2 separate regions of the Mus musculus genome follow, and region 1 is linked to region 2. Evidence: chromatin contacts called from public promoter capture Hi-C data. All regions are on one chromosome and are shown on one strand. The core of a region is the stretch at or near the end of the contact, and the rest is flanking DNA. Distances in the headings are between cores, read along the strand shown. Region 1 holds the start of Frmd6 (FERM domain containing 6). Region 2 has its middle 11 kb from the start of Gm38467.

What was found. Promoter capture Hi-C pulls out the DNA fragments that hold promoters and counts their contacts.
Region 1: a promoter capture Hi-C map of hippocampal neurons shows a contact between it and region 2, with 2.8 times the contacts expected there. The contact joins the promoter of Frmd6 here to the enhancer-like site in region 2. A contact is called at or near these places in 7 of 39 promoter capture datasets (the 3T3-L1 cell line, the C10 cell line, cranial neural crest and 3 more), 1 of 484 Hi-C or Micro-C datasets (LSK cells) and 1 of 115 datasets of contacts at active chromatin or transcription factors (astrocytes).

The regions. Positions count from the first base shown.
Region 1 is chr12:70,824,118-70,826,901 of GRCm38.p6, reverse strand. Frmd6 (FERM domain containing 6) reads right to left here and starts at 1,388. Exons shown (of 14, transcript NM_028127.3): 1 at 1,329-1,388.
Region 2 is chr12:70,241,390-70,244,089 of GRCm38.p6, reverse strand. No RefSeq gene overlaps it. Among named protein-coding and RNA genes, the nearest start is that of Gm38467, 11 kb to the right of the region's middle. Within about 2 kb of position 1,354, at least 6 of the 459 cell types and tissues checked have an H3K27ac peak or open chromatin away from gene starts, as enhancers often do. A contact at or near this core is called in hippocampal neurons, where this site is marked.

The DNA.
Region 1 (2,784 bases), core at 139-2,638, 580 kb before region 2:
TCTTTTTGTCCTTTCAACAAAGTCGGGCCTAAATTTATGCTCTGTTCTTAAGAAAACTCAAAAGTCACAGGCCTTTTAAATGACAGATGTATTACGGAAAATTTTCCCCACAGAGTTTTTGATGCTGTGAAATATCAACTCCCTGAAACCACAGAAAGGAAATGACTTACATTCTTGGAAAATGAAGCCACTAGCAGTTTTCTCCAAAAGCATTCTCTAATCCCCAAACTACACACTGTGGCAACAGTGGGTATTTCGTGCAAAAACTAAATGTAGGTGGATGCTTCGAAGACCGGTAAACAAACACCACTCGGTCCAAAGAAAGGGGGGAATCATGCGTGGAAAATCTGGCAAGGTACGCTTTCCCTTCCACGTTCAAACGCGCCGAGAATCCTTGCACAAGTTTTCCTTCCTCGCAGTGGGCACTACACAGCTCCCGGGGTGCAATGCTAGCAAAACAGACTGGCCGCTTATATAAATAAATAAACAAATCCCCCAAAGGTGTAAGGGGGCCACTGAGCCAGAATTTCTTCCGACACTAGCCACACAACTGTACGGTCTGAAAATTGTTCCAGCTTTTATCTCAACTTTAAATGTGCTTGCTTTGACAGCTTTCCATCCATTCCTGCCTTTAAGAAAGCGCTCCACCATCAGGCTAAGCCATTCTAGAACTCCAAGTGTTGTTTAAATCCTGTAGACTTCACTTGGGTGGCCCCGAGCTGTCCACATCCCCGCTTTCCCGGAGGGGAGGCTAGTGGTCTCCTTTACCTGGTCGTGTTAAGTTCCTCCAGAAACCAAAATTCTGCAGGCCGCACCCGGGACTCGTGTGTCCCCAAGGCCCCCTTCAGGGTTTCCCACACTAGGCACTGGCGGGGATACCGGACAGACGCGCTGGGGTGCCTTCCCGAAGTGGGCTGTCCGGCCTGCGCGCACAACAGGCAATACCGCACATCGCTCGGGTACGCGGGACTCACGGCTCGTCCCAGCTAGTTACGGACGGGGCGCTACAGGCAGGCACCCCTCGAGCCAGAGTCTCGGAGATCGGGGCGCAGGAACGCAGAGCCCAGCCCCCTAGCTCCGCGCTTCCCTCGCGGCCGAGGCTGCCCGGGGGCCCCGGGCCTCCCGCCCCGGCGTGGGCGAGCTCCAACTCGCGGAGAGGCGACCTGCCCGCCCGGTGCCCGACGCCCAGAGCCCCGTGAGAAAGAAGAAAGACGCCGAGAGCGGCAAAGCCGGGAATCGCACTTTAGACCAGCAGGGGGCACAGCGGCGGCCAGGGCGCGCCGTCCCAGAAAGGGGGCCAGCAGGCCGGCGCCCGCTCCCGCGCGTACCTCCAAAGTCGACAGCGCCAGGCTTCCGACTCACAACCGGCGTCTGCTCCAGCGGCGCCGAGCCTACTCGCAGCTCCCAGCACTCCTGCTGCCGCCAGACCAACGCTGCAGCTGCCCCGCCCCCCGCCCACGCCTTCCGCTCCGCCCCCTCGAGTTCACGCCCACGGCCCGCCCGAGACACGCCCTCCCTGCTCGAGGCCCCGCCCCGCCCCAAATTGAAGGCGGAGACCGAGCAGCGGAAGAAGCAGAGAGCTGGGGTGATCGCGGCTGCACGTGGAGCGCTGCCCCCCCCCGCCCCGCCCCGCTCCGCCCCGGACCCAACCAAGAGTCCTGCGGAGGGGTGAAGAGACCCAGGGACCAGGGGACGCGGGTGACATCGGATAACCGAGTCGGGCTCAAGTGGGTTATATAGAGTGAGATATGCTTTGCATGCCTTTCCCAAAGGGACAGAGGCTTCGGTGCGAGGGTAATAGACTGTCCGCCCTCCCCTCCTTCGGAATGGTCCCCTTCTCCGCTCATGCCCCCCCCCCCCCCATCCTCCCGCACACCCTAGTCCCTAGCCTCTCCCTCACAGGCCTAGACGGGTTACCTGGGGGTGGTTGTTTTACGTGAGCTGCGGCTTAATAAATCTGAACTGGGGCGGCCCCTGCGAGAAGAGGAGATTTCGTGATTCCTCTATCCCCCTCCCGTCAGGCGCCCACTTCGACCTCACGGTTTTTATCCTGCATGTGGGCTGTGAGTGCCGCCTAAGCCCATCCGCCCCCGCTCAGTCTGTCTCCCCAGGTTGAAACAGCCGCTGCCTGTGGCCCTCAAAATGATGTGTACCCTTGGTGAAGGTTGCCGGCTTGGCTGTGAGCAGTGCAAAAGACAGCCCTAGAAGATTTCAATAACCCCAAAGATCCCAAGAGGAATGGAGGGTTCTTTGCTCCTTTTGGTAGTCGGGTAAAGAAGCGAAGTCCACTTGTTTGTGCTGCACCTATCTGGACCTGCTTAGGTGTCTAGCAGCTTAAGTGTGTGTGTGTGGTGGGGGCACTGCCACCCACAGTTACAAGCTTCTAAGTGTTTTGTGGATGGTGCTGCTCCAGTGAGGAGAATCTGAGATTCTAGCTTTTTCATGTAGGTGCAGACACCTGAGGAAGAACACTTGATACCCCATAGAAGCTGTATTTGAAATAGCTGATTGCTGTGATTAAACACCAAACCAAACCAAAGCGTTTATTTCTGCACACAGCTCTCAAGTCACACTGCGTCGCTGAGGGAAATCAAGACAAGAACTCAATGCAGAAACCCGGCATGGCCGTGGAAAAGTGTTTCTTACCGGCCAGGCTCAGCTTGCTTCTTTATGTATGTAGGACCACCAAGCCAGGGACTGTAGCCCCTCTCCCTTCCATGTGAGCTGGGCCCTTTGACATCAATCATCAATTAGAAAATTCACCAAAGGCCAGTGTGGTTGGGG
Region 2 (2,700 bases), core at 105-2,604:
GTGATTTCTCAGTCACTAAAGTGCCTGCTCCATCTGAGTCCTCTCCCCAGAACCCAACTAAAGATAGGCAGGCACAGAGGCTCATCTGTAACCCCCACATAGGGGAGGTGGAGGGTCCCCAAGGCCCTGTTGGTTATTGGCTTAGCCTGCTTTGAAGTTCTAAGAGAATCAAAGACCCCATCTCAAAAAAAAAAAAAAAATACAGGTGGATGGCACCTTGCAAAATGATTCCTGAATTTGTTCTCTGGTCTCCACACAGATATGTACACAGGTATACATGCACTTGCACACACATGCACATATTCACATGTGAACACACACACTCTGAGGGCAGGGAGGATGGGGAAAGATTATGAAAGTCACTGGTCTGAGCTACAGTTTCACAGAGTAGCAGGAGGCACCCAGCCAGCAGCTGTGGCCCTCTGTCCATTTAGTTTCTGCCTGACCTTTTCCTTGCTCGCTAGTGGGAGACCTTTTTCTGCTTCTTTTATTCGTCCCCTCCATCCTTGCTGGGTTTTCTTCTCCTCACTGCTTGGTGAAAGCCATTAGCAACTCTTTATTCTCCTCCGGTGCTAGGGCTAATGGGTTTTCTGTGACGTCGAAGTGACTTGCTAGAAATCACCCTATTTTCCAGAAATGGTGTCCTTTCTTCTGCCTCCAGTGTGTATGTTTATCTTTCACCCACATACTCAATTCACAGATGTGGAAGGGGGCTCACTATTGTATCCAGATCTCTGATTAGAATATAAAGAACAATACATTTTCAGATCACATCATCTTACAAACTTTATGGACACTAGAGACAACTGAAAATATTTCTCGAGTATGCATCTCAGCTGTTCCTGTCATGCCTGGGACTTATTCACAGATCTTGCAATGGATCCTCCTTAACAGGCACTACCTAGAACTTTTGTGTGTCTGAGCTTCTGGGCATAACCATGGAATCACATGGTTTCTGAATATGGATGAACAATATGAGCACCTGGGAAACCATCACTCCAGGCCTTTTGACGTGTGACCTCTCCACCCTGCTGTGCTAAGGAACACTGAAAATACATGTGGGCTGCTTCTCTGGGTGGGGGGAGGTGAAGGCGAGGGGACCAAAGTTCTATCAAATTCCTTTTATAGAATTAGATTTCATGGAATTGGATAATGACAAAATTGTTCAAGCATGCCAATGTCCGAAAAGCTATGAGGATGTACACGCTGGGGGAAAGTCGTTGGGGCCTAGGGATATCATTCAGTCAGTAAGTGGGCCCGTCTCACAAGCACAAAGCTCTGGGTTCCATTCCAGCATCATTTAAACCCAGGGCTGCGGCAGACGGCTTGACAAAAAGGAGAAATGTGTTTAGCTCACTCTTAGCAACCCCAGCATGCACTGGAGAACATTTGTGTGTTTAACTAAAGAAAGCCATATGGCATCTCTCTAGCATTTCTCAAATCATTATTCTTGCATTTGGGGGCCAACGTTGAGTAAAATTAAACCTACTTTAACAGAAGGACTGCATTGAGACAGTGTGTCTGACCATCTAAGGCAGCTAGTAGGTGACTAAGGGACAAATGAGCAGGGGCAGTACAGCATGGGATAACCTGGGCAAAGGGAGGACTCATGGGGAGGAGGGTCAGGAGGGTCTGTGATGTGAGCACACTATTAGGAGGACATATATCTCAGTCTCTTTGGTTTTTAAGACAGAGTTTTACTATATTTCTCTAGCTGGCCTGGAACTCACTCTGTAGACTAGGTTGACCTTGACCTTGCAGAGAGCCTTCTGCATCTGCTTCTGCTTCTAGAGTGTTGGGTTTACCGGCATACAGAACCATGCCCAGGCCAGACAATTTTCAGCTTATGAATTGTTTGTTTCTGGAAGCTTCTGTCTGATAGTTTCAGACTGTGGTTGGTCATACGTGACTAAAAGCACAGGTGACACTGCTGTGAATAACAAGCAGGAGACAGACATGTCTGCAGAGCAAAGGGGCACACGGGAAGGAGAAGCATAAGGCAAGGCTTTGAGAGGTAAGAGGAAAGACATGCCAAATGTAAGTGAACTCTTGAGTAGCCTCTACCCTCTGCGCCCTCAGAGGACTCGAGAGGGGTCAGTCTAGTGGCGGTGATGCAGCAGCCAGCAGTGACTGCTTCAGCTCTGGTTCATACCATGAGAGCTACATATGCCCAGGCAGCTGCCGACACTCACCCACAGCGTCCATATCCCTAAAGTGGAGGTGATCATGTAATTGTTCTGAGGGCTTAATCAAATAATGCTAGTGACAAAACTCAAAAGAGTGCCAGGATGTTTTGTAGCAAACTGCAATAACCTCCTGGAAAGAAGAGGGTGTTCCTGAGACTCAAGAAGTCAACAAAACTTCCAAGTCCAAGAATGGTGAGACAAAAGGTTCCCAAAGCTGATCCCAAGGTTCTGAGACTATACTTGAGTATACATGCAGTAAACATTTGCTGGGGAACTGAGACTCTCTCCCTCGCCAAGCTTCTGACGGCTCTGCCAGGAGCTCTCGGGATGCAGCTTTCCTGAGTCGCCACTCATTCTGGGCTTTTCAGTGACGCCTTTGAGTCATTCATGCTACTGACAGTAACCCCGATAAACTCACTGACTCAACACCTCACGGGCATAGACTTGGTTGGAATTGTTGCTTTCACACCTTATCTGTTGCTGAAGAGATGTTCACTAGTGGCTTTGCAACAGA